Linked DNA regions of Sus scrofa: all the other regions are linked to region 2. A link is a contact called in public HiChIP or PLAC-seq and promoter capture Hi-C data. All regions are on one chromosome and are shown on one strand. The core of a region is the stretch at or near the end of the contact, and the rest is flanking DNA. Distances in the headings are between cores, read along the strand shown. Region 1 overlaps RGMB (RGM domain family member B). Region 2 holds the start of RIOK2 (serine/threonine-protein kinase RIO2). Region 3 holds the start of TTC37 (tetratricopeptide repeat protein 37). Region 4 holds the start of RGMB (RGM domain family member B).

Region 1 (3,009 bases), core at 188-2,687, 1.2 Mb after region 2:
CTAAAAATGTATAAATGTATTTTATACATGTCTGGATATTTTCTGCGTTTTATATTTTGCATCTCTCTGACTGTGCCACTCTCTCTGACCCACATGTGGTTTGGAAGGATGAAGGGGACCTTCAAAATCCCCCATTTGTAAATGAAATTAACCCACACCTGCCAGGCAGGATTCCATGTGGGTGCTGTGGGCCTCTGCTACTTTAAAGCAAATCCACACTCCTCCTTAGTTTAAACCAGAGGCAGGAGGCCAAGTCAGATACACAGCTGAGAGTTAGAACTTGTTTTCCTGTCACATTTCCAAATGTCTCTCTCTGCCCTGTTAAATTTTCTTTGAGTCAACATTTTGAGAGGAAGGGGCACGAAGGAAACATTGGGTGGTTGGTCCTTTGTTTTGTTGGCTTCAATTAATGCAAAGCAAACAGTTTCTACCTGTGTGGAATGTGTGGTGGCGTGTAAAAAGAGTTACCTATGGTGTTGAACAATGAAAAAGGCTACCTTACCCATTTTGTCTTTGTTTGTTTTGACTGCAGTAGAACTTGCTCTTCCACTGTTCTGAATTTTGTGGGTGGGGTAACTTTAGGACAGCTTAAACTGCTCAACTTGTCAGTAAGTGATAACTAACAAGGATAGCAACACACAACTAAGATACAAAATTTAAAGAACACCCTTGCAGTGAAAACAATGCTGCTGAGTTTAGAAGGAACTTCAGATGAAATTGAGTCTGTGGAGAGAGGAGTTCTGTACGTCCCAGTTAGCTGGTTATTTTAGGGGTTAGAGCCTATTTCTGCTGGGGTTCTTTCAGTGTTGAAACAAAGTCTGTACACTGGAGATAGAATTGATGTGATAGCATTTTAAACACTAACCTCTCATCTGCTCTGCATATGCTCCTGAGATTGGGGGTCAGGGTATAATTTCCATTTAAATGTGTGTGTGAGTACAAACATACGCACGCACTTGTGTGTTTATGTGATGTCTGTGTCTTCCCCTCGCCCTGTCTCAGGAAAGTGAAGACAGAAGGACATTGTTTCGTAGATTTCTGGTTAACTGGCCTCTTGGAATATATGGTCACTGTCTCTAACTGCCTCGTTCCTGAGTGGGCTTTCCTTTTTTTTTTTTTTTTTTTTTTTTAATAGTCCTGGGAACTTGACTTAAAAGTAACAGAGGGTGAGTGTATGGTGAAGACCTTCAAGCCCTTTTGCTTTTCAAACCACCACCCCAAACTGAAAAATGATCAAAGAGGCTCTGAGTTCCTAATCCCCATTGGTTTGGGAAACAGCTGCGCTGAACCTAGGCCCAGAGCCTTTGCCAGAGGTCCCGCTAGAGCCTGAGAATCTGTGGCGCTGCGCCCACCCCCCACCCCCCCACCTCCTCGCTATTTCAGGAAGATCCCTGAAAGCAGGACCTGCTAGGGCAGATTCCTGCCCTAGAGTTACTGCCTCCAGCCCTGGCTCTCACCTTTCAGAGTATTTTTAGCCTCTGGTCTAAAGCACAGTGGCAGCCTAGGCCTGTAATACTGTCCATACATGCTTAACGTGACATGTAGAAGCATAGAGAGTTCCTACATTTGCTGGCCTCCTCATAATGCAAAGTCTAAACACAACAAACCGACAGGAATTTCCCTTTGGAGTTCTCTGAGGGCAAAGACTGTGAGGACCAAAGGCCTTTCCTCCCCCAACTCAGCCCAGTGTCGTCGTAGCTCTGGTCTGTACAGGGAAGCTGGCCGATTTCCCTGTTTCTGAGCCTATTTATGCTTCCAGCCCTCCTTATTTGAAGTGTACAGAGATTGCCCTTTGGAAGTCGACATTTTTTTGCCAGTCCCTTTTAGGTGTCATCCCTGGGCCTGCTTTCCTTCTTCTCTCACATGCTCTTTCCAGCCGCTGAGCCCCATGCTTCTCCCCTGGACCACCCTAGCAGCCTCAGCTGTGGGTGTCTTTCCCCTCTAGTTTGGTTTTTTCTTTCTCCACCTGCTGCCAAGAACCCCTCCAGCAGCCAAGGCAGCCCTTGTTCCTGCATGTATTACCTAGGGCAACACTGAGGAATAAGTAAGTCTGATCCATTCCATTTCTCTGGAATCTTGTCCGTGCTCCTAGAACAGAGCTCTGTGTAAAGAAACTCATGAGGGTAGAGAAACCTATTTCAATAATCTCTTTAGTAGATTTTTATAGTCGCCTTCAAGCCCTAAAAGAAGTCTGGAGTAAGATTTTCAACCTGCCACCCTCCTCTTAAACACACGGATTACTCTCTTTCTGGTAGTGTCTTGTCCTAGTCCAATGAAATTATTTAAGGAAACAGTTTTGTAGGAAAGTATTTTGTAGTATTAAGTTCAGACTTCCTGTAGGGAGACAGCTGATATGTAGGCTGAGTAGTGATTGTAAAATTACATTCAGTTCATTGAGTTCACACCTTCCTGTCAATTTTTTTTCTTAGTGTTTTAGGAAAATTATCAATGGCATCAGTTATTAACCTGTCCCACATTTTTTCCTTAAATGTGGTACTCGCCAAGTTTTTGCATGAAATCGTTCAAACAGAAAATTACTCTAGACGAGTATTCTTTTGTTTCCTGCTCCACAAAAGGGAGAGCAATCCAGAGGTCTCCTTGTGCAGGAAACATACAATCCTGGTTTCCCTGGGGGGAGCAGGTGGGGTGAGGGGGTGCAGGGAAAACTCTGGAAGGCAGGTAGTTGTCTTCAAGGACCTCCGCTTCCTTCCTTCCCATGCTTCAGAGCTTCCCAGGCTCAGACTTCTCAACGTTTAGAAAAATTGACCCTCTTAAGTTAAGATTAGGTGTTTTAGAGCTGGAAATACAACATGTGTATTTTTTTTATTTGAAGCACATGTTCCTGCTGGAATGGTTTCTTTTTTGCTCAGTCTCGAGGACTGAGCACAGAGGCTGTAGGCCACTGAGCTGTGTAAGAGCAAAGGGGCCATGGGCACGGCATTCTCTTAACTCTCCCACAGCCGCCTGTTATTTCAAGCTGTAATTGCACCCAGAGGATTTGAGGAAGTA
Region 2 (3,120 bases), core at 593-3,092:
ATGAGTTCGGTCATTCCTTAGTGAGCTTCAGAAGAACTTAAGTATTGCAGAAATAAAGCTTTGGAAGATAAATGTAGCAGCATTTTGATGTTCCAACTAAAACTTCACACTTTAACCTTCTTCCATTCTCTGTTCCCTTCCAGACTCTAAGAGTTTCTTAATTTCCCTACTTTCTGTCAGAGTCATTAAGGAATGAGGGAATGTGTTGAGGAATCAGAGAAGGAAGATATCTTTCAGATGTGAAACTAGGTAGACAAAACTCAAAATCTATGGGAAGGGGGAAAAAAATGCCTTCCAAATTTATACTGAATTTACACCTTATAGTTTAATCCTTAAAAATGGCCTACTTAAGCAAAAGCTAATAGTTCCTACATAAATGTGATTTACCCTGAAAATCCCTAATCTATGTGTTGATCTTTGTACTATAAGACCAAGACCATAAAGTCAGTTTGTATTACTTCCCTGCTTAAAACTTCAGTGATTCCCTTGTAGTTCCCTCGGTGGCACAGTGGGTTAAGATTCTGACTGCAGCAGCTAGGGTGGCTATGGAGCTGAGGGTTTTTTTCCCTGGCCTGGCACAAAAGATTAAAGGATGTGGGGTAGCAGTAGCTGTGGCTGGATTCAATCCCCTGGCCCGGGAGCTTCCATAGGCCTGGGGCCATTAAAAACAAAAACAAACAAAACACATAAGTGGCTCCCTTACATTTAAGACTATGGTCCAAATTCTTTACCAGGCCTGCATGGGTATATATTTATAGCACATGATCTAGTTCTCATCTTTTCGGGTTAACTTCCACCTATTCTGCTTCTTGTTCACTATGGCCTTTCCGTTCTCAAAAACCATTCTTGCCTCAGGATCTTTGAACTTGCCACTAGAGTTTCCTCTGCCTTCAATTCTTTCCAAGGACTTCCCTGGGCTGCCTCCTTTTCATTCATTCGGCTATCAGGCCTAACCCCCCATCCTTTCCTTTACTTAGCAAATATTTATTCTGTAGCTACCAAGAACTGGGAAATTTTTAGAAAGGCCTTAAAACTTTGGATACAACAGTCAAAAAATAAGATTCTTGAACTCAGACAGTTTTCTCTGACTAAGCAATTTAAATACAATATTCATTGGTCCCGGCCCCACCACTCAGAGTTTCTATTCCTTTACCCTTTTTATCATCTTATAGCCCGTGTTATCTGATATTATCTGTTTATTCGTTTACTTGATTATATGCTCCCCTTGCCTTGTTGAATTCCCTAAAACTATTACTAAGAACCCGACGAGTATGTTAATTGATTGAAACTGAGGTAACACTATGTGACTGAGCCTGTGAGTAGAGAACTCAGTGCTGTCAATTCTTTTCAAGAGCCTTAAACCCTTCTCAGCTGGTCAGAAGCCCTGGGTCAGAGATGCCCAGGCCACGGAGATTCGAGTGTGGCTCTGGAAAAGTGGGGCAGAAAGGAAAGAAATAATTTAAAAAGGGGCCTCTGCTCTACTTGGGGGAAGAGAAAAAATTCTGAGCGAAGGATTTTGAAAATTCCGTCTCGGTGGTTTTCTTTTCCCCATTCCCAACCTCCGTCGCCTTCCAGGGCCTAAAGCGCGCACAGCTCCCAGCAAACTCGGAGAAGAGGAAGAGCACACGCGGTGGAAAAGGACGTTGGAGACAGGAAAACGGCGAACTTCTTACCGCGGTCAGGACCCTGAAGTCATCCCGGCTCATATAACGCAACTTGGCCACATTCACCTTCCCCATAACGGCCCCAAACCCAGGCCAGAAGCCTGTGGACAACCAGCGGAGAACGCAAAGTAATCGGGTACTCAGGCTTCTCAGCCACCACACAGCTGCCGGGTGACTCGCGCATGCGCTGCTTATGCAGCAGGTCCTCGTTACTAAAAAGTACCATTCTCACTGACATGCAGCAATAGAACTACTTCTGGGCTTTATGAAGCTTATAGTATGGAAAAAATTAGAGGATTTTTTTTGTAAAGTGGTTTAGTCATGGGACTAAGTCTTCCGACTGTAAGTGCTCTCCACTAAGTGACATTTGTTTTCCTTATCTGTCAGGACCGACTGCCTTAAGTGCGCGATCCGCCGCTTAGAGCAGAGAAGTGGTTTAATGGGAGGAGCAGGTTTTATCTCCTAACAGCAACTTCTGCTTTAGTCAAATGAGTTTCATTAAGAGAGGGGGGGAAAAGAACCTGAGCTGGGCTCCTGACAATCAGGTCTGTCAGATAAAAATAGTAACCACACGAGCAGACCTTTGTCTAACTGCGCATGCCCAGGACTGGGGCCCGCGTGGTTAGAGAACGCTCCGACATCAGCTCAGAACGTGGTCCAAGTTGGTCCTTAAGACACCGAGTGCGCCTGCGCTTGCTGGGGGTGGGTCCTGGAGTGCTGGGTGGGGCCCTTGTGTGCTCTGCGCTTCTCCCGCGCTTTTCCAGAAAAAGTGTGCATTTTGATGGTTCGGAGCGGGCCTACGCGGATTTGCTATTGAGGTCCCCATTTAAGGGTTTTACCAGCCCTGGCACTCGTTCCTACGTCAACAAAAATGTAAGCGCAACGGAACAGTAAACAGCTTGCACCCGACAGAGTGCGTACTCTACTTTCCCTACGACAACAAGGGTAACAAAACTTGTATAATAATATTTGCATTTATATCGCGTTTCACGAACTATATTTTAAACCTTTAAAAGACAATTATTTTGGTTTGCCTATCACCAGAGGTGTGGGTGCTGCATATGGTCGAAGATGATTGTGGGCCACTTAAGGCTTGACCGCATTTCCAATCACTGCCATTTAGCGTCTCTCAGGGTCTAGTCTCAAAACTTTACTTAAACTTTGGAAATTAGTGTTTACAGAGTTCCTTCTTTCCCCTTCCCCTGTTTTTCACTGACCCATGCACTTTTCTTTTCCAAGGCCCTACTGAGTATGTTGTTGGGTCCAAGCCCTTTCATAAAACATGCACTGGAATTCTTCTAAGACAGGCAGTTGTATCTGTTCAGTCTTCCAGTCAGAATAGTTAATATTGTTAAATCATAAAATACAGAAAGAACTACCCTCTATCCTCTGAGTACAACCTTTGCTTTTTTAACCTGAATGCAGTAAACCTTTGATTAACCATGACCAATGAATA
Region 3 (3,120 bases), core at 516-3,015, 1.7 Mb before region 2:
AGTGTGTTTCACATCACCACATCACCGGAGATGAAAAGGCACAGACTGCATAATCCACTTGGCAGGGATATTCACTGCAGGACAAACTGAATTCCAGAGGAGAAGTACGACTAGCTAGAAGTCTCTTAGATCTTGCAACACAATATGTCTGGGGCCCTAAAATACCACCTTGCTCCAACCCACTGAGCATGTGCTCCCACTGACACTGCCGAGGGGAGAGAGAGGAGCAAAAAGATGTGTCTCTGTCATCCTGACCAGGAATTCAGAATACACAGCCTGTGAAAACAAGGTCAGAGAGTAAACAATTTACAAAATCAATACTACACCATAGCTAAAATTAAATATATTTTTTATGAATCTAAATGTCAGTCAACACTGTCTCTATGGGAAAATGTGTTTTAGAGTCCAAATTAACTCAAAACAGATATTTGAAACATCCTGTTCATGAAAGAGCCTATGCGTATTACCTTTCAGGCTGTATTATTACTTCACTTTTTTCCCCTAGAATGTGAGTTCCTTTTACATATACTTGTATGCTCCCACAGATCTGCTTTATTAACAAGGCTACTTGGCTAACAGAGAGTAAGTTCTCTAGAATGCCATGACATTTTGCAATCAGAGACAGACCACTGCAATAAGTTAGGGCATGGACTACTCAAATTCAACTCCTACTCAGAATGGCTCCCCGTGTAACCTTGGACAAGTCATTTAACCTGTCCAAGTCTCAGTTTTCCTATCTGAAAAAAAAAAAATGGTGAAAATGAGGATTACACAAAATATTCCATGTACAAGTACCATGCACACATTAAGTACTCAATAAATGCTCGGTATAATGATCAGCACATAATAAGTGTCATGTGAGTATTAAATAACTTCTGTCCCTTTTTCCAATTATTTTACGCAAAAAAGTCAGATATTAGCATTAAAAGTTGACTTTATGTAAATAAACACTACGATTCCTCCTTTTCTTGTCAAAACATTAAAACGACAAACAGGACACACTAATTACATACCTGAAACTGTAATAATGAAATCAGGAATTTGGCTCTGGGACATAAATTTGCTTCTTCCAGATTTCTCCAAAGAAGTCCAAGAGTCAAAAGGACCAGTGATTTCTTCAAAACCACGGCAGCAAAACAATGGAATTCTGAACCTACGTCAGTTAATCGAACACGTCACATAGCCCAACATTTCTTCCCCCGAAAACCCGTTCAGCTTCCCTCCTTTGCACTCTGAAGGCAAGGCGCACCCAAGCTTATCCCCACCTAGAGCCGAAACTTTTCTTACTAGGCCCCGCTCCTCACTTCAACGGAGCATAATAAATCCTTACCGTACGAGCAAAGCGGGAAATAGGATGAGGCAATCTATAAATATGCTTGAGAGGAAGGTATTCGAGGGGACCACAGAGTGGCCATATGGTAGCTTAGGCGGTCCAGACAGAGGCCCCACAAAGAACCACCCAATCCAATTTAAGTGACCGCCACCTCATCATCGCCCCGTTCACGGTCTCACCTAACACTCTGTCATGATTGCTCCGCGCAAAAAGAGCAGCCTCGGCACCTGTCCCTTTCTCTCTGTAGGTATCATTTCAATTGCCTACAGTAGCCAACTCTGCAGAAAGCTAGATCAACCAAAACCCACCTGGGCAATGATTCTCCTACAGAAGCTCTGTGTGGAGCCAGAGCGCAGGCGCACTTCCCAGGCATGGCTCATGTGACTGGAAGTAGCTGGATTTCGGTTCGCTCAGTGTTTGATTAAAAGGTCTTAACGTGAGTTGGGGGGGAATAAGGGAACACCTACTTTGCGCATGTGCTCATTCCAAGCCTGATGGGAGTTGTAGTTCTGCCAATGAAGCTTGGAGGAAGCCGAACTGCGCTCTATGGGATCCCCGCCCTCGTCCTCACCCAAGCGAGTTCCCAGAGGCAGGGGCGGACCCAGCGGCCCCGCTCTCAGAACAGCGCGCTGAAATGCTGCTGCTGTGGGTGTCGGTGGTTGCCACCTCGGCCCTGGCAGCACCAGTTCCTGGGGCAGGTGGGCTGAGGCAGGGAGCAGTTCAGGCTTGGCCAGATGCGCCTAACGTGGTGCTAGTCGTGAGCGACTCCTTCGTAAGTACCGAGAGGCAGGGGAGGGGGTGCCACGCTACACTCCCTCCACCGGCCCACAGCCCTTCCTGTGCTGCAGGCTTTGGGGAGCAGAATCTGAGACTTTCAAACAAGCTTTATACCCCGATGCAAAGTAAGAAACGTTTTGAGGCCCCGTACACAAAGTACGTGCACCACATAAATATGCATATAACACAGTAAATAAAACGCACTCCGATTAGCATCTTTACAAAAAAAGTTTTAATTGCTGGCTACGACCCACTAAATTATCTTACCACTAGTAAACTTTCCATCCATACACCCGCTTGATTCAGTTGTGGGGGAAAATAACTTTCTGCATCATCATAAAAGCCTGTTAGCTTTCCAGTCAGTGATCAACGTCATAAAGTATGAAGTTTTCTATTTATAGGTAACGATCTTGTACAAAGAAAATCCTAGGGAATCCACACCAAACTTTTAGAACCAATAAGTCTAGCAAAGCTATAGGATATAGGATCAACATATAAAATCATTAGGGAAATGCAAGTCAAAACCACAATCAGACACCAATTCACACCACCAAGATGTGATAATCAAAAAGACACATTTTGGGGGAGGGGAAATAGAAAGTCTAATTTTCTTATCTTTAAAGGCAAAGTTGGAACACACAGCTTAAAAAAGAAAAAAGGACTCCAGTCTTTTATAGTCTATCAATATTCCTTTGATAAGAAACTTTAAAGGGATATTTCTGAAAGCCCCATATTTGTATTAAAAGAGGTTTATCAAAAGATGAACAATTACCTCAGTTTCATCCTTTCTTGCTGAAACACAATGCTCGTATGTCTAAAATTATAATGTCAATGATACTTAGAAAAAAGAAAGACTTTTTTTTTTTTGCTCCTTCCAAGAAGAATTCTTTAATTCCCAATTCCATTCCACTATGCATTATCTCCAACCCAAACATCTCTTCTAATATCCAGGCTCATTTATCTAGCTGCCTAATTGTTATCCCCATGTATGTCTTGCAGAACACTTTACA
Region 4 (3,336 bases), core at 50-2,549, 1.2 Mb after region 2:
ACATTAAAATTCCTTGCTTCTGTGCACCGGAGCTGAGGTTTATCATTTTTAAAATTCTAAGTAGCAAAAAGAGCATTTTTCAATGTATCTTATGTTTACCTCAAAACATCACTAGTATTTTTTTTTTTTCAATTTGATTGCCGTTTGGAGAAGATAAAACAAGGTGGGGAAATACTTAAAAAGGGAAAAGGATAACCTATAGAGAGGATGTGAGGAGGTATCTCTTGTCATGGGATTTCAGAACCATAAGGAATTAGGCCATTGGCCCTAACACACCCTTTTTGGTAGCGACCCCAAGTCAAAGACAGCAGTTGCTTAAGACTCCTATCCAGAAAGTCAGAACTAGACTCTCCTCGCTGGATTCCCACTCCGCCCTCTTTACGCTGCCCTATGCTGCCTCTAGCGTTTACATCGAGAAACTATAAAGGGTGGGGGCAGCAGATGGTGAAGAAAAGCTGGAGAGGGTCGGAGAAACTTCTAAGGCGAAAAGTTCAATACCTAGGTCAAGACGCTTGAATATTTATCTGCCTAGACAGAGAGAAGCAGCCTGCTCGTACCAGGCATTAAATGCATAGAACAGTAGCTACCGCTGAATACCTGGAATGCTTATTTTCCATTTTGGAAGATCAGCTAATCCCTTCTCTTTCGCCCTCCACGCCTTCTACTCTTATTCGAGTGATCGTCTTTCCTTGAACGTCGCGTGGGCTTGTTCTTTTATACCACACTTGCTCACCTGTGTCTTAGATGTATCTCTCAGTCCTGTCTCCCTCAATCCTGTCTCCCCTCCTATTTCCCAAATCGTTATCCTGGGTTTTCTTAAACTGTAAATTCAAGCCACATTTAGATGGACAGGAAAAGTCGCTGGATTCCTTATTTCGGCGAATGTCCAGAGGACTATTGCAGCCCCTTACCACCCCCACCCCCACCCCCATTTAACTATACTCGGAAGACCCTCAAGGAGCACTTATGGAAAGGAAAGGGTGATTTTGTGGCCGTCGGTGGAGAGCTAGAGCAAGTGGTGGAAGGAGAGGCAAGGGACCACATTTGTGCCTGTTCCGAGGCGCAGAGCAGAACAACCTGCACGCGTTCGCTGCCGCCCTGACCGAGGAATAGTGACCAACGAGGAATAGATTGGTGCCTCGGGTGGGTAAACACGGCCGGCCTGGAGAGCGGCGCAAAGGGTGGTGGTGGCAACGCGAAAGACCTCTTTGTGCAGGCCTTAGAGGGGTGGGAATGAGAGAGGCGCAAGCCCAGCGGGACCTGGAGTCTGGGGTTTTGGGTCGCCGCTACCCGCCACTCTGCAGCGGTGCCAGAAAGATCCGGGTTGTGCCGGCAGGGGGAGGTGTGACGCTGGAGGGGTGGGGTAGAGGTTCTTAGGTTTGGTCTTCGGAATCGGGGAGAAGAGAAAGCAGATTGGAGAAAGACGGAATTGAGGGATTTGCCTCCCGCCCCCTCCCCTAGGCGACAGAGACATCCCGGCAGCTGGAAGGGCACAGCCCCTCGCCCCGCGCTCTCTCAGCAGTTGCAGAATCGGGAGAGCAGCCCCCGAGGCGGAGCCTCCCTTCTGCCCTGGTTACCGCTGCCCCCACCTGGGGGAGAGAGGCGGGCGCCGTGCTGCCTCCCTCAGCGCCCCGGCCGCGTGGCTTGCGGCTTATTTTCCCAGCTGGCAAGCGTCGCGCTGCAGACAAGGGAATGCCTGTGGTGAGTTGTTTATTTTGTTGAAGTTTGCGGTGGGCCAGGGGGACGTGGGGGGCGAGCAGCAGGCAGCGGCCGGGACTATTTTGTTTAGGTCTCGGTCCACCTGTGTGGTATAAATCTGCCAGTCTCAGGGCGGCGGGGGGCCAGGGTGTGAAAATCCCAACTCTGCAAAAGGCCCCTCCTTGCCACTTGCAGACCTAGAACCACATTTGATTCTCCACTCTTAGAATCATCTAGATCCCAGCTATCACTATCCCCATGCCCCTGATCAGTGCTTCCAGCACCGGTTGCAAACAGGGCTCGCGCTCCAAAGGAGAGTTAACGCCCACCGCCCAGAGACAGCTGGCTATTGAAATTCTTCCCGGATACCCTTCCCGGTTCCTTGAGGATAGTGGAGTTGAGGATTTGATATGAGGGGCGATCGTGAAATTACTGGAAACTTGTTTTAGTTGTTTCTGGTATGAAGTCGGTTCAGAGGTGTCAGGTCTGCCCTTTACTACAAACTAGGATTTGGGTTGGCCAGAGTTTCCCCGACTTGAGGCCGGGGCGAGTAAGCAGTCGGCTCCCAGGGGAACCCAGAGGAACCCCCGGGGCTGATAGCAGTCGCGGCACCGGCTGCGTTTGCCTGGAAGAAAAGCCTAAATACATTAGCGAGCTGGTAAAGCTTTTAGGGCCTTCTCGGGAGTGAGTGGCTGGCTAATGAGAGGTTAATTTTGTTTGGAAGGGAAGGCTGCGCTGGTTTCCTGAGATAAATGGACAGGAAGCGCATTACCTCCGCGCGCTGGCAAGCGACTCCCAAATGCTTTTTGCACCTGCCGTTTTGAGCGGTGCGAGCCACAGAGAAGCCTGCAGGGATAACTGGGGCCCGTTGTGTACGCTCGGGCGATGAGCTCTACGCTCACTCCGGGCCCTCTCTTTCTGGGGGCTCAGCGCTCACCCCCAGCTCTGGGACTCTTCTCTCACACCCAGGTCCTGCGCGTTACGGAACTCAGACACCCCTCGATACTGCCAAGTCCTCTCCAGGAGCGGAAGGGTTAAGAATGATGTAAGTACAATCCACTAGCTGCTTGCTGCTGGGCTGTCGGACTCGAGCTACTTCAGCCCCTGCTTTGCGTACGGTGGGCTGGGGAGCAGCGAGGGAGACTTTACTCTAGAATGGGTTGCACAAATCTCAATCCCGGGTGCGATTCTTGGCTCCTCTGACCCCGGTGATCTGTTAAGAGACCGACGTGTTAGATTTCTGGAAATGGAGATTCTGTATATTAACAGGAATTCAACTAAGATATCACATAAAGGTTCAGGAAAGGAAACCACATCTTGTTTACGATCCATTAATGTTCTGGCATGTGTTTTAATTCTGTCCATTTGGCATGTTCGTACCATGGGATGTTTTGCAATGTCCTCTAATTGTACTATTCTGGTCTCATCTTTTCTTCCTGAAAACAAAGATGAAGAAAGAAAGAGTACAAGTGGTAAGAAACAGGGTGGATTTTTGAGTTGCGCAAGCTGTCACTTAACGATTTTTTTCTGATTAAAATATAAAAACTTTTATAAGTAATCGATTTTATATTTGTGTTCTACCTCCGCTCCCCAGATTTTTCCTTGTAGAGTCTTAAAATCCTCCTTAATTTTCAGCAC

What was found. Promoter capture Hi-C pulls out the DNA fragments that hold promoters and counts their contacts. HiChIP or PLAC-seq counts read pairs in DNA pulled down with a chosen protein or histone mark.
Region 1: an H3K27ac HiChIP or PLAC-seq map of skeletal muscle shows a contact between it and region 2. The contact joins the enhancer-like site here to the promoter of RIOK2 in region 2. A contact is called at or near these places in 7 of 47 Hi-C or Micro-C datasets (embryonic fibroblasts, epiblast stem cells, fetal skeletal muscle and 3 more) and 2 of 2 datasets of contacts at active chromatin or transcription factors (alveolar macrophages and skeletal muscle).
Region 3: a promoter capture Hi-C map of liver shows a contact between it and region 2, with 13 times the contacts expected there. The contact joins the promoter of TTC37 here to the promoter of RIOK2 in region 2. A contact is called at or near these places in 1 of 5 promoter capture datasets (liver) and 1 of 47 Hi-C or Micro-C datasets (skeletal muscle).
Region 4: a contact with region 2 is called in an H3K27ac HiChIP or PLAC-seq map of alveolar macrophages, with 5 times the contacts expected there. The contact joins the promoter of RGMB here to the promoter of RIOK2 in region 2. A contact is called at or near these places in 6 of 47 Hi-C or Micro-C datasets (embryonic fibroblasts, epiblast stem cells, fibroblasts and 3 more) and 2 of 2 datasets of contacts at active chromatin or transcription factors (alveolar macrophages and skeletal muscle).

The regions. Positions count from the first base shown.
Region 1 is chr2:105,059,199-105,062,207 of Sscrofa11.1, forward strand. The region is part of intron 5 of RGMB (RGM domain family member B); the gene reads left to right. Among named protein-coding and RNA genes, the nearest start is that of RGMB, 18 kb to the left of the region's middle. Within about 2 kb of position 1,438, at least 31 of the 83 cell types and tissues checked have an H3K27ac peak or open chromatin away from gene starts, as enhancers often do. A contact at or near this core is called in epiblast stem cells, fetal skeletal muscle and skeletal muscle, where this site is marked.
Region 2 is chr2:103,821,724-103,824,843 of Sscrofa11.1, forward strand. It overlaps RIOK2 (serine/threonine-protein kinase RIO2), which reads right to left and starts at 1,843. Exons shown (of 16, transcript XM_021085153.1): 1 at 1,674-1,843. The coding sequence starts at 1,739. It overlaps LOC106509506 (a long non-coding RNA gene), which reads left to right and starts at 2,092. Exons shown (of 7, transcript XR_002342063.1): 1 at 2,092-2,609.
Region 3 is chr2:102,162,255-102,165,374 of Sscrofa11.1, forward strand. It overlaps TTC37 (tetratricopeptide repeat protein 37), which reads right to left and starts at 1,766. Exons shown (of 43, transcript XM_021084546.1): 1 at 1,642-1,766; 2 at 1,014-1,153. It overlaps ARSK (arylsulfatase K), which reads left to right and starts at 1,835. Exons shown (of 8, transcript XM_003354206.5): 1 at 1,835-2,105. The coding sequence starts at 1,968.
Region 4 is chr2:105,041,180-105,044,515 of Sscrofa11.1, forward strand. It overlaps RGMB (RGM domain family member B), which reads left to right and starts at 1,300. Exons shown (of 6, transcript XM_003480881.4): 1 at 1,300-1,701; 2 at 2,668-2,743. The coding sequence starts at 2,739. It overlaps LOC106509507 (a long non-coding RNA gene), which reads right to left. Exons shown (of 3, transcript XR_001307107.2): 3 at 3,019-3,134.